Regions from separate parts of the Pan paniscus genome. Here region 1 is linked to region 2. Evidence: chromatin contacts called from public Hi-C data. All regions are on one chromosome and are shown on one strand. The core of a region is the stretch at or near the end of the contact, and the rest is flanking DNA. Distances in the headings are between cores, read along the strand shown.

Evidence for each region. Hi-C and Micro-C count contacts between places; a contact is called where the count stands out from the background.
Region 1: a Hi-C map of fibroblasts shows a contact between it and region 2, with 5 times the contacts expected there. The contact joins the promoter of LOC100980742 here to the enhancer-like site in region 2. A contact is called at or near these places in 2 of 3 Hi-C or Micro-C datasets (fibroblasts and induced pluripotent stem cells).

Annotation. Positions count from the first base shown.
Region 1 is chr15:51,230,719-51,238,252 of NHGRI_mPanPan1-v2.0_pri, reverse strand. LOC100980742 (putative uncharacterized protein encoded by LINC01599) reads left to right here and starts at 2,872. Exons shown (of 5, transcript XM_003831737.5): 1 at 2,872-7,534.
Region 2 is chr15:50,997,191-51,004,265 of NHGRI_mPanPan1-v2.0_pri, reverse strand. LOC129393808 (a long non-coding RNA gene) reads left to right here. Exons shown (of 3, transcript XR_008620862.2): 1 at 1-253; 2 at 3,762-3,875; 3 at 5,907-7,075. Among named protein-coding and RNA genes, the nearest start is that of NEMF, 13 kb to the right of the region's middle. Within about 2 kb of position 5,260, at least 2 of the 2 cell types and tissues checked have open chromatin away from gene starts, as enhancers often do.

The DNA.
Region 1 (7,534 bases), core at 1,623-4,122, 240 kb before region 2:
AGGAAAAACAAGTTTCACACTCCCACAAATAATAAATGTTTAACCAGAGAATATCTTTGGATTTCAGTGACATTTATGAATGTAGGTACAGTAATGTGCTTTTAAAATAACTATTTTCTTTCTAAATCTTGTTACAAGGATTTTTTTTTTTTTTTTTTGAGAGTGTGTTTCACTCTGTTGCCCAGGCTAGAGTGCAGTGGCATGATCATAGCTCACTACAGTCTCGACCTCCTGGGCTCAAGTGGTCCTCCTGCCTCAGCCTCCCAGTAGCTGGGACTACAGGCAACATACCACTATGCCTGGCTAATTAAAAAAATATTTGTTTTTGTAGAGACAGGGTCTCACTGTGTTGCCCAGGCTGGTTTTGAACTCCTGGGCTCAAGCAGTCATCCTACCTCGGCCTCTCAAAGTGCCAGGATTACAGCTGTGAGCCACTGCAGTGGATGGATATTTTAAAAAATTCTGTTGTTCAAAACTCTTCACTCTCAAACATGTATCTGACACCCACAGTCAGTCTGTTACTCTTGTTCCCTGTGAAATGTCTGCTTGTTAACCTGAGAGTCCAAAGAACAGGAGAGGCATAGTTTGGCTGGTAGGAACAATATTCCCAGTTAGCCCTGGAAGACAGTTCCAGTTCAGTTCTAAATCCAATCGCCTTCCCTTTATGCTCCCAAGCTTTATGAGAAAACAGCTCACTTGATTACCACCTAATCTACCTGTATGTCCTTGGGCAAGTTAAACTCTGCATGTTACTTTCCCTTTCTGTAAAATGAGAATATCTACTGGCTAACATTGTGGTGATGGTTAAACTAGATAATGTATGGAGACCATACTTAAGGAAGCAGTCTCCTCAGCTTAAGCCAAAACTGTTTGTTCTGAGAATCAGACTGGTAAACTCTTGCAAACTAGAGAGGTGTACAAGAAACCATCCCAAGTAAATGACACATAAGTGGTCCAGGAAAAACAATCCTCAGTTGTTAGGAAGGATTCCAAGTTTAGCAGTGTGCCTGTTGTTTACCGTTATGTTCCAACCAGACATCTTCACCATGTCTTTTAGACCCTACCTTTGTCATAGGAAGAGAGAGGCCATAGGGGAAAATAATTGAGAGGTTACTCTTATCAAAAAAAAAAAAAAGTCCCGTAAGGCTTTAATGAGGCATGGGGCATCACTGGTTTGATACTTCCCAGCAGAATGCAATACCAAAAGCAAAAACAAAGAAATAGTCCCCTTTCAAAAACACGAAAGTCCCAATGCAGCAGACTAGTGCACACCGCAGAGGGCAGGAACAGAACTTAGCAAAGAAGTTCCCCGAGACTCCGCAAAATACTGTAAAGTGGACAGCAAATGAAATATGGCTTGTTGCTGTTAGAGTTTCTCCACAGTTAACCCAAAACTGAGGACCTATGTGTAAAGAGTCTGGAACAACGCCTGACATAAAAGATCCTCAACAGTGGGGAGGGAGAGCATCAGGATAAATAGCTTAATGCATGCTGGACTTAATACCTAGGTGATGGGTTGATGGGTGCAGCAAACCACCATGACACATGTTTACCTATGTGACAAACCTGCACATCCCGCACATGTATCCCGGAACTTAAAATCCTCAAGACATTTTACTTCTCTTCCCTTCTCTCATTTTCAAATCTACCCTCAATGACTCTTCTCAACATTCAACACATTTATTTACTCCTTCAATTCAGCGGACAGGCACTGTGCTAGGTATCAGAGGTACCCATCAGTACTCTTTTAAATATTAGGGACAAATAATAAGATGCATTCCATACCCGTAAGCAGCTCTCACATCTGTAATGAGAGGCATATGCAAAACATAATTGCAACTCAGAGAAATGCAATCATAAAGGCATAAGCTAGCTACAGCGGCAGTGCCAAGGAGGGTGTGGTCGCCTCTGCCTTAGTTGGTCAGGGAAGATTTCATGAAGGGACCATTAAGCTGATTTTTGAAGGATGAATGGAAAGCCACTGGACAGCTTGTCAGGTATTCTAGGCAAACACATGCAACAGCATCAAATGTGGTTTTGATGTGGCTCGAGCATAGGGCATGTGTAGGAGATGACTAATGGGTAGGCAGGAGGGCAGGGCAAGGACGTGCAGAGTCCATGTGGCGTATTCAGGAGTGCAGATGGATTCTGGAGGCAATTAGAGGATATTTCAATACTTTAAGTAGGGTAGCCACTTGGCCAAATCATTTTAGAAAGATTATTCTGACAGCAAATTTGGAGAGTGGGCAGGAGGGGGCAAGACATGAGGCAAAGAGATCAGGAAGGAAGAATGAACAGGTAAGAGATGTTGAGGAGGGGGGTCTGAACTCTGGTAGTAGCAGTAGGAATGAAGAGGACGGGATCTGAGAACTGCTGTGGAGCTAGACTAAGGCAGATACAGTAAGTTGTGTAGGTGCCCGTGGTGCATCCTGATGGGGTCAAGGCCTCCACGGTCCTCATACTGCCCTTCTGCAGGTCAGAGTCCCTTTTCTTTAAAACACTTTTATTTTGAAAAGAATTGTAATGACATTAATTTTATTAGAACTAGAGACTTTACTGTCCTTTGCCAGAAAATTGTCCTGTGTATAAATCATGTAAGTTTGGAATCAACTGTTTTAATTTTTGGTTTTAACTTCAAAACAATAATGATGTCTACAGTGTGAATGGTGTCCCCTTCCAATGTTGCTCTTTGCTGTACCCAGCCTGAGTGGCCACACACTGTGACCCTGGTTACATGTATGTAATAGGCAGCTAAACACAAGCGGTCCTCTGTATATGTGAGTTCCATGGGTTTCAACCAAACGCAGGTTGAAAATATTCGGGAAAAAAAATAGATGGTTGTGTCTGTACTGAACATGTACAGACGGAGTTTTTCTTGTCATTATTCCCTATACAAGACAGTATAACAACTATTTACATAACATTTACATTGTATTAGGTATTATAAGTAGTCTAGAGATGATTTAAACTATATGGGGGTAGGGGGTGGGTGTGGAGGGCAAACACATAGCAAATGGATGCTGGGCTTAATACCTAGGTGATGGGTAGATCTGTGCAGCAAACCACTATGGCACACGTTTACCTATGCAACAAACCTGCACATCCTGCACATGTACCCCTGAATTTAAAAGCTGAAGATAAAAAAATAAATTCAGTCCAATAAAAAAGTAATAAGGTATATGGGAGGATGTGTATAGGTTATATGCAAATACTACACTATTTTATACAAAGGACTTGAACATCTGTGGATTTTGATATCTGTGGGTGGTCCTGGAATCAATTCCCCATGGATACTGAGGGATGACCGTATATAGGTTTGGGGGCAGAAGAGAGGGTGGACTGAGAAAGATGATGTCTTTTTTTTTTTTTTTTTTTTTTTTTGGCAAGACAGAGTCTCATTCTGTAGCCCAGGCTGGAGTGCAGTGGTGCTATCTTGGCTTACTGCAACCTCTGTCTCCCAGATTCAAGCGATTCTCCTGCCTCACCCTCCTGAGTAGCTGGGATTACAGGCGTGTGCCACCACACCCGGCTAATTTTTGTATTTTTAGTAGAGACGGGGTTTCGCCATGTTGTCCAGGCTGGTCTCGAACTCCTGACCTCAGGCCATCCACCTGCCTCAGCCTCTCAAAGTGCTGGGATTACAGACGTGAGCCACCGTGCCCGGCCAAGTTGAGGTCTTATAGATCACCCCAAATGTATAGATTGGGGGAAAGCCCAGGTTAAGGCCCTGGGAAGTACCAAAATTCAAGGAATTATTGGAAAAAAACAGAACACTTAAAGGTGAAATATTGAAATATCTTCTGCCTTGACTCCAGGGACAGTCAGTTCTCAAACAGGTTGATGGTCATATAGCTCCCATTTTTGTATTTCATACACTGAGACTTCCAACCTGACTTTCATCTGCCAGGATTAGATTTTATACATCTGCCCCCAAGTCAACATAATGATGCTGCCTGCTTAGCAGCTTAGCTATCTGCAGCAGTGCCATCTTTGCACCTTGGTACTTGGGCAGCTGTTTTAATACCTGGTCCTTGTTCTAAAAAAAATGAGAGAAGACCCCAAAATGAATATGTTGTTACTAATGATAAGCAACTCAGGTCTCAGATGAATACACCTTAGGATGGAAGCCACTGGTATTCAGAAAGCAGTAAATCTTGTAGCCTCAATAGCTGCTCGTTGGACTTAGTTTGATTGTGAGTTCACTTATGAAAAGGAATGAGGAAAATATGAGTATAGAACCAATATTGGAAATATTGTTGAACATGTGGATCTATTTCTTTTTCTTTTTGATACTGGAACTTTTCTCCTATTTGACTTAAGTAGGTCTGACTTTCTCCGCCCAGTGTCTGGTTGCTCCTCCGTCACCATCCTTCATTCCTTTTCCTTGTCTGTTGCTTAACTCACAATTCCCTGGGGCTCTGTCTTTTGACCACTCACCTCTGCACACATAGATCTTGCAATTTTCATGATTCCAACTACAAGCTTATTGTAGAGGCCCCCTCTCTAGACCTCTAGCTCCGATCCCTCTCTTAAGTCTGACCTCTCCCCTTCAACTGCCTGCCTGATGTCTTCCTTTGCTTGCCCAACCAAGAGTATGTCTTAGCAAAATTTCTGCAAAAATAGACTCTTCTGCCTCATATTCTTGTTTTACTAATGGCATCACCATTCTTTTAGCATTTCTAATTTCTTCTGCCTCACATGAACTCAGCGTGTCATACACTGATCTGTGATGGGTTCTCACAGTCTTCCCCCACTTTCCATCTTCACGGCCATCACCTCAGGTTGGGCCTCACTCCTCTAATAGTCTCCCCACCTTCAATATCTCTCTACACTTATCTGTGCAGGCGGTGGTGGCAGAGCGTACTCCTAACCTGGGGTTCCAGACTTTTCATCATGCTACTCCCAATAGCCCACCAAGTTCAGGAGAGACTTGGGTTTCCTGATCTAGGCTAACCCACAGGATTCCCCCTGCATAACAGGCCCTTCTTTTCTGGGGTAGCTAGTGCCAAGGATAAAGTAAGTTTTGAGCTGCCCAAAAGTAAAAGTCAAGATAGAGGAAAGCAGAGTCTAGAAGCAAACAGAGAAATTAGAACATTTTTCCGATGATTCTGTTTGAGTCTCTGAAGCCAGCTATGTCTAAAGCCACCGCAGCTCCTGGACTTCCCAGTTACCTCACCTAGTTAACTCTGTTCTGCTGGTTTGGGGCTGGGTTTCTCTCCCTTGCAGTGGATCAGATTCTAACTGGTAGAGCATTCAAACCTTTCAGCCCATTAAACCCTACTCTTAAGATCCTTCTCAATCATTACCTTCCCAGAAAGTAATCTGCTTTTTAAGTTTGCATTTTGTCCATAATACCCACCAGATCATCTTAACAGTTGATTTAGAAGCTTTCTAGAATAGTGTTGGTTGCTGATCATACTGTGGAGATCTTATCAAACTACAAAAGTAAGCGTTATGAAACTCATCAGAAAGTAAAAGGGAGGAAACAAAAACCTGTTGTGGGAGTGGTTTGATTTAAATGTAACAAAAGAGGAAATCTACTTCTTTGCACCCAGAAAGTGTTCAAGCCTGCACCTCTCCATCCCCCAATCAAGGGATCATTATTTAGTGAGAATAACTCAAGAGATGAGAAAATGAGTAGCTTACATAAGGAGGTAGATTCTGGGGCTTGGTTCTAACCCCCATGATTATGGGGGTTCCTGAGAAGTGGAGGGAGAATTGCAACATGTATTAGGAGAGGTACTTGGGCAGTGAGGTTTGCCATCTGGAGAGCAAGTGGTTTTTTTTTGTTTGTTTTGTTTTTTCTTTTCGTTTTTTCTGAGACAGAGTTTCGCTCTTGTCGCCCAGGCTGGAGTGCAATGGCGCAATCTCGGCTCACTGCCGCAACCTCCGCCTCCTGGGTTCAAATGATTCTCCTACCTCAGCCTTCTGAGTAGCTGGGATCACAGGCATGTGCCACCATGCCCAGCTAATTTTGTATTTTTAGAAGAGACAGAGTTTCTGCATGTTGATCAGGCTGGTCTGGAACTCCCGACCTCAGGTGATCTGCCTGCCTCGGCCTATCCACCTGCCTCGGACTCCTAAAGTGCTGGGATTACAGGTGTAAGCCACTGTGCCTGGCCTTTTTTCTTTTTTAAAACTTATTAAAACAAACAAATCAACAACAACAACAAAAAAAATGAGGTCTTGCTACTTCGCCCAGGCTAGTCTTGAACTCCTGGGCTCAAGCGATTCTCCTACCTCAGCCTCCCAAAGTGCTGAGATTACAGGCATGAGCCACTGCACCTGGCCAGGAGAGCAAGTTTTAAAACTGGCCAGGTCACTATTCACAATAGCAAAGACTTGGAACCAACCCAAATGTCCATCAATGATAGACTGGATTCAGAAAATGTGGCACATATACACTATAGAATACTATGCAGCCATAAAAAAGGATGAGTTCATGTCCTTTGTAGGGACATGGATGAAGCTGGAAACCATCATTCTCAGGAAACTATCGCAAGGGCAGAAAACCAAACACTGCATGTTCTCCCTCATAGGTGGGAATTGAACAATGATAACACTTGGACACAGGAAGGGGAACACAACACACAGGGTCCTGTTGTGGGGTCGGGGGAGGGAGGAGGGATAGCATTAGGAGATATACCTAATGTTAAACGATGAGTTAATGGGTGCAGCACACCAACATGGCACATGTATACTTATGTAACAAACCTGCACGTTGTGCACATGTACCCTAGAACTTAAAGTATAAAAAAAAAAAAGAAAATGGTTGTGAATATTTTGAGTCTAATAATAAATTTTGCCTTTCTTAAAAAAAAAAAAAAAAATCTGACCAGGTGTTGTAACTCACGCTTGTTGTAATCCCAGTACTTTGGGAGGCCGAGGCAGGAGGATCATTTGAGACCAGCCTGGATAATGTAGTGGGACCTTGTCTTTACTAAAAATAAATTTCAAAAAATTAACCTGGCGTGGTGGCACATACCTGAAGTTCCAGCTACTGGACAGGCTGAGGTGGGGGCAGTGCTTGAGCCCAGGAGATGAGCCAGCAGTCAGCTATGATCGTGCCACTGCGCTCCAACCTGGGCGACAGAGCACGAACTTAGCTTAAAAAAAATAGTTTTAAAACTGAAGGTGCTTTCTTGTTGCTTTTCTCTTGGATTATGGGGAAAGTCACTTTCAGAGTGGAGTTTCAATTTTTTTCCTTTTCTGTTGTATTTCCCTTCAGTTACCCAGCCTTCAGGAAAATCTGACACTTGGGTACTGCCTATGTGTGGTGGCAGAAAGTGAAGAGAGAGGCCAGTATAGGACACATACTTGCCCCACATCTACTGTTCCCACGGTAGAGTCCTAGGTTGATCTTAAAGGCAGCTTTGATGATTGACAGATGATTGGCTGCAGTTGTAGCAGAATTAACCAGCTTACCAGGTTAAATGTTGGGGTTGCGTATGGGTGGGCTTCAGACTCAAAAATTGATGGAAGTGCTGGCTGGGCGTGGTGCTCATGCATGTAATCCCAGCACTTTGAAAGGCCG
Region 2 (7,075 bases), core at 4,011-6,510:
CCCAACTGCGGCCCCGCCTCCCGCCCGCCCACTTGCTGGTGGCCCCGCCTCTCCCACACCCCGCCGGCAGTCCCGCCTCTCCCCGACGCTTCCGCCGGCGGCCCAGTCCCTTGCCCTGGGACCCCAGCCTGTAGTGTTTGGAGACCCCGGCTCCTCTTCTATTTCTCTTGATCTGGGGTCCGGCTGGCGATAGTGTCCGCGGTGCGCCCCTTTCTCTTGGTCGTTTATGACCTCCACGTCGTCTTTTCTTCAGGTGCGTTGGGCCCCCTCCTCGGGTGTTCTCTCACGGCCCAGCAATCAGGGCCTGTGCGGCTCAAGTTCAGCCTCAGCTTTGTCTCGTACCCCTTCCCTGGTGAGAGCTGAGAACTCAAGGACCAGACTCAACCTGCCCACAAGCTTTCTTCCCTTACCAGGGCAGAAAGCCTTTTCGTATGACTCCATGCTCTTTAACGTCTCCAAAGGACTAATTTACAAACTTTTGAGCTCTATGGCATGGAGTTTTTTGTAGACAGATTGAGACATCCCATTTCAGATGAGGTTATTATCTACTCTGTTTAGTGCCACAAAATTAACTTTCATACAGGTTACTTTTTTTTTTTTTTTTTTTTGAGACGGAGTCTTGCCCATACTGGAATGCAGTTGCACGTCTCGGCTTACTGCAACCTCCTCTTCCCGGGTTCAAGCGATTCTCCTGCCTTAGCCTCCTGAATAACTGGGACTACAGGCGCGCGCCACCAGGCCAGGCTAATTTTTGTATTTTTAGTAGAGATGGGGTTTCACCATGTTGGCCAGGCTGGCCTCGAACTCCTGCCCTCAAGTGATCCGCCTGCCGGGGCCTTACAAAGTGTTAGGATTACAGGCGTGAGCCACTGCGCGCGGCCGTATAGAGGTTACATTTTGAACAAGCAAAGCCCCATATAGCCAGACACGGCCTTGTTTTTTGCACTGTTAAAAAAGGTGCGGTGGCTCACGCCTGTAATCCCAGCACTTTGGGAGGCCGAGGCGGGCGGAACACGAGGTCAGGAGATCGAGACCATCCTGGCTAACACGGTGAAACCCCGTCTCTACTGAAAAAACAAACAAAAAAGCTGGGCGTGGTGGCGGGCTCCTGTAGTCCCAGCTACTTGAGAGGCTGAGGCAGGAGAATGGCGTGAACCCGGGAGCCGAAGCTTGCAGTGAGCTGAGATCGCGTCACTGCACTACAGCTTTGGCGACAGAGCGAGACTCCGTCTCAAAAAAAAAAAAAAAGCAAACGGCTGATTCGAGGTTGTGCATAACTGACTTAGCATTGGATACTATGCCGATCACTAATTCATAAAACAATACAGGTGAAATATATAGAATAGTAAAGTGGTGATTAGTGTGACTGATAGTGGTTCAATTTAAATAGTCATAAATTATGATGCACCAAATCAAAAGATTATAGGGCCACCTGGCCGGGAGCAGTGGCTCACACCTGTAATCCCGGCACTTTGGGAGGCGGGCAGATCACCTGAGGCCAGGAGTTCGAGACCAGCCTGGCCAACATGGTGAAACCCCCATCTCTACTAAAAATACAAAAATTAGCTGGGTGTGGTGAAGCCTGCCTGTAGTCCCAGCTACTCAGGAGGCTAAAGCAGGAGAATCATTTGAACTGGGAAGGTGGTGGTTGCAGTGAGCTGAGACACGCTACTGCACTCCAGCCTGGGAGACAGAGCAAGACTCTGTCTCAAATAATAATAATAATAAAAGATTATACTGCCACCAAAAACATAGTAACATGTGGGAAAGAAAAGCAAGACACAGATGTTTTATTTACAACATAATTATAATAAAAATAGGTATGCATGGCCGGGCGTGGTGGCTCATGCCTGTAAGCCCAGCACTTTGGGAGGCTGAGGCGGGTGGATCACCTAAGATCAGGAGTTCGAGACCAGCCTGGCTAACATGGTGAAACCCCGTTTCTACTAAAAATACAAAAAATTAGCCGGGCATGGTGGCACGTGCCTGTAATCCCAGCTACTCTGGAGGCTGAGGCAGGAGAATCACTTGAACCCAGGAGGCGGAGGTTGCAATGAGCTGAGATCACACCATTGCACTCCGGCTTGGGCAAGCGGAGCGAAACTTCGTCTCAAAAAATAAATAAATAAATAACAAAAATAAAAATAGGTATGCATATAAATACAGATTGTAGAAGAATACAGAACTCAAACTAGAAAATCAGACTCTTCTTAGAGGATACTGAGGATGGTTCATCCCATTGGGGTGCCCTGTAGATACCTGGAGCTCTTTTGGTTCCTGCTCTGAGTTCTGCTTATCCAGGATTTTCTTCTGGGAACCTCCCTCTATTAGTTAGAGTACAGAGTATGCTGTAATAATAAAGAGACCCCAAAATATAGTGATTGAATTGAGATGGAAGCTTATTTCTCATCTAACAGTCCAGAGGTAGGAGTGGTGGAGGCTATAGGGTGGATCAGCTTCATTAATTCATCCATGGACTCTGCTGTTTTGGTTTTATTTTGGTTTGGTTTGGTTGTTTTTTTGTTTTGGTTTTTGTTTTGTTTTGTTTTCCAATCCTGCCCCTTCTGAATTCACTGGTTTCTTTCCTCGACCCTAGGTATTTTTCCTAATTTGCATGGTTAAAGATGGGGCACTGCAGTGGATCTGCACTGGCGCCACCTAGCGCTGGAAAGGCCAAAAGGGCCAAAGTAGAGGGCAACCGATTTCTTTTTAAGCAAGTGATGCAGAGGACACATACAACTTTCATTCATATTCCATTAGTGAGAACTTGACCACACTTGGTTGTAAGGAAATTCAGGCAATGTGGTCTCTAGCTGGGATTCATGTGCCCAAGTAGCAATGTATTAGCACTGTAAAAGGGGAGAACCGACTTTGGGGGACAACTAACATTTCATGGTCTGCCCATTTTCTTCTGACCAACTTCCTTGAGATAATTTTCTTTCTTCTGAATTTCCTAAAGAAAGGTTCGTTTACTTCAGTTTACAGACAGTCCTTGTTTGCTTCAATGTACCTTAACCGATGCCTCATTCTTCAGGCCCTAATTTAAATGATACCTCCTAAAAGAGGCTTACCTGACTACATTCTCAAAAGCAGGTGCCCCACCTGCTTCCTACCACCATTGTTCATATCTCAGTACTGTGCTTCCTTCACCGGTACTTATCACAGTTTGAAATTATAATTTTTTTTGCTAAGTTTTTGTCTGTCTCTTCCACTCTGTCTCTTTTCTTCACCACCACATCTCTACCACCTAGTACAGTGCCTGTCATTGGATAAGTAAAAAGTAAGTATTTGGTATTGAATGGATGAAATAGTAGTCAAGGATGACTCTGAGAGTTCTGAAGTGAGCAACTAAACATACTGATGAGCCAGGCACAGTGGCTCACGCCTGTAATCTCAGCACTTTGGGAGGCCGAGGCAGGTGGATCATGAGGTCAGGAGTTCAAGACCAGCCTGGCCAACATGGCGAAACCCCATCTTTACTGAAAATACAAAAATTAGCTGGGTGCGGTGGTGGGCACCTGTAATCCCAGCTACTGAGGAGGCTGAGGCAGGAGAATCACTTGAACCCAGGAGGCGGAGGTTGCAGTGAGCCGAGATCGTGCCACTGCACTCCAGCCTGGGCAACAGAGCAAGACTCTGTCTCGAAAAATAAATAAATAAACATATTGATAAAAAGAAAAAATGGGCAAGCTTGGAGGAAGAAGAGAAGATGATCAGTTTTGTTTGCAAATACTGAATTTGAAGTTTTGACTGATTTCAAGGTGACATCCAGAAGGCAACTAAAAATGTGAATCTGAAGCTCTGGAAACAGCATCAGATTGGAACTACAGATTTGAGAGCCTTGAGAATTGATTACATCACTCATGAAGAACACGGTGAGAGAACAGAGAACATTTAGGAGGGAACTGTAAGGAATAAAAACATTTGCTGGGTGGGCAGAAGAGAGAGCCTGGGAGGAAATATCAGGGGCTGTGAACAAGAACCAGGGAGAAGAAACGTTCAGGGAGGAAACAGCAGTCACAAGTGACAGAGATTGGTGGTAAATTACATCACCTATGTCAGAAAGGGTCCCTTAGACCTGCCAATTAGGAGGCTTGGGTATCGTAGCCTTAGCTAGAATAGTTTCAGTGGATTGGTGGGCTATGGACTGAAGATAGAAGGTTAAGAAGCAAATGTGGCAATTGTAGAACATGGTTTCAAGCAGTGCAGCCATGAAAACAACAGACAGATTTCATTTAGAAAGACAGGCAAGGTCAAAGGAGTTTTTTTGCTTTTTTTTTTTTTTTTTTTTTTTAGAAGAAGAAAGGCAGCTTGGAATCTGTATAAATGAAAGAGGGAGATAGGATGGGTAAAAATGATTGACGGAAGAATTTTGACCTACTGGGTTTGAGGTAGGAGGGGAAAACAGAAGGGTGCTCTTCTCTGAAGGTGTAAAGATAAATTTAGAGCGGGGAGAGCAGCAAAGAGTTGAAAAGTTTTTGTCTGTTGGCCTTCAATTTATCCATGAAGGAAGGAGCAACGTTATCTGCTACAAGGACGGAGGTGGCGGGGAAAGTCTGGACTGGTTTTTAGGAGACAAGGGGTGGGGGGTGAGGGAAAGACAATAGATAAGAGGACAAACAGAAGGTCTGCTTTCGCAGATCTACTATGGTCGAAAATTATTTTTTCTTTCCTCCCCTCTATCCCTTCCTAACCTAAGCTTGTCGCAAAAAAGGCTTCAAGCTGCCAAATCCAAATTTTTCCACCTATATACCCCGATACTAGTTTTTTCTCCAAAAACAACGGGCAACTAACATGCAGGGCAGAGAAAACAAACAGTTGCCCCAGGCTTCCTTCGTTCGAATAGTGAAGACTGAGCTGGCCTCGGCACTGTGCAGACTCCCAACCTGTGCTACTGTGGGTTATTCTCCTTATAGTGCAGTCACCTCCTAAATGCTTGCTGAAAATAATGGAAGACTTCGAGCCAGATGTTTGCCTCTTAAGTAACGTCCCCCAAAAGATGCAGCACATATTTAAGGCCTGCTGAAGCAAGGAACGCTGACGGACCAGGTTATTGCGTTTTTCTCTTGCTGCGTGTCCGGACGCCACACTATGAGCATTAAGCGCATACTGACCAATTTCTGTTAAGCAGGAACGTGGTGTTCGGATCAAAACACAGGGAGCCGCGGCAGCAACCGCGCCGATAAGCTTCCGGGGTCCCAACTCTGTAAGGCAGAACGGCTGCCCAGCTCGGATGACGCCACACTAACGTAGCCTCCAGACCGCCCAGTGTGGGTGTGTCCAAGCCCACGTCGCCCGGCGTGGGCCCCCCCCCCGTCCCCAATGACGTAACTGCACTGCAGCTTCTAGTAGCTTTTCGCAGCGTCTCCGACCGCCGGGCGCGGTGGCGCGTGCCTGTAGTCCCAGCTACTCGGGAGGCTGAGGTGGGAGGATCGCTTGAGCCCAGGAGTTCTGGGCTGTAGTGCGCTATGCCGATCGGGTGTCCGCACTAAGTTCGGCATCAATATGGTGACCTCCCGGGAGCGGGGGACCACCAGGTTGCCTAAGGAGGGGTGAACCGGCCCAGGTCGGAAACGGAGCAGGTCAAAACTCCCGTGCTGATCAGTAGTGGGATCGCGCCTGTGAATAGCCACTGCACTCCAGCCTGAGCAACATAGCGAGACCCCGTCTCTTTTGCCCCCCTCCCTAATTAAGGGTACCTTTGTAAGTAAATAGTGTCTTTGAAGTTAAGAAGTTTGCCTCCTTTCCGGTTCATACGTATTAAGAAACATACTAATGTGCGCATTTAAAGACGAGTCCTCTCTTCCTCTAAAGGAAAAAATATAGAGAGAAAGATGTTACTGAGGTTTATAGTTGGCTTTCTCTCTCCACTCTTATATTTATCCACTGTTTTACGTTTCCTTCAGCGCGAAAGCTCACCAGTTGACGGGATGCTTGGGGATTTGCAACCGCCTCATCGCTGCCCCCTACCGGCGCATATTCAAAACGTCTCTGCGAAAAGCTGTTATTACCCTCGGAGCCAACAGGGGCTGCTCGTTTACCCACAGACAGTCGGAAAAAATGGCCGCCGGATCACAGAGAGCAAAAAGTACGTTCTCTTAAAGAATTTCCAAGTTCTTCCCGCGGCCGTTCAGGATGCTGCTTGCAGTTACCAACACTATTCCCCTGCACTGAGCTGACCTGAGCTTCCCTGCCTACCTCCTGTCACGGATGTCACCTTCTTTCACCCCTGTCCTGTCAAGGTTTTTGCTTTAGAATGCTATAGACCAAAGACGGGCTAATCAACAGTCTTACACACAAATCCTTTCGTTCTACTTGGCTACAAGCAGGGCTAATCTTCCGAAGAGGAATCCCACTACTGCCTCCTTATAAGGGAAAAACTACTCTTAGAGGAACCCAGAACGCCCTGTGATGACAGAGGTGAGGGGCCAGCGTGGCAGAATGCACCCCCCTGTCTCCTCGCTTGCTTCTCTCTCCGTCGGATTGCCAAAAAGGGAAGGGCACCTAGACTCCGAAAAGTAACTGAAGCAAAGGGAGTTTAAAGAACGCGCCCAGCCGCCTGGGTCTTGAACCCAGTGTTAATGAGAGCAAAAACCTCTGCATCCTCCACTGAGCTGTCCTTGAGCATGTCTCATAATCATGCTTCATTTTAAAAACAGAAATAAGTGAATAAGCTATGAAAGAAGACAACCTTTAAATTTTTCAAAAGTTCTTGGTGGTCTGTGATTAGAAATTTCATCTATATGAAATAACTGTTTTGGAGGGCTTACTGTTAAATTCAGGCATTTTAGGGCCAGTGGAAATTGGTTAAGCATTCACATCAGTCTTAACATTAATCTACTGGGAGTTTAAAGACTCTAAGCACTAAACACAGATTTTCCTCACTGTCTATAAAATGAAAGAGGAAAGAAGCATTGTACTAAATTTTTTATAAAGCTAATTGTATTCCCTTTTTTTTTTTTTTGAGGTAGTTCATTGCATTTTGAACAAGGATAACTGTCAGAAAAGATCCTCTTTGAATAAAACAGATATCTCCCCCATGGCTGCTTCTGGGTCTGCCCTCTGCAACCGCATG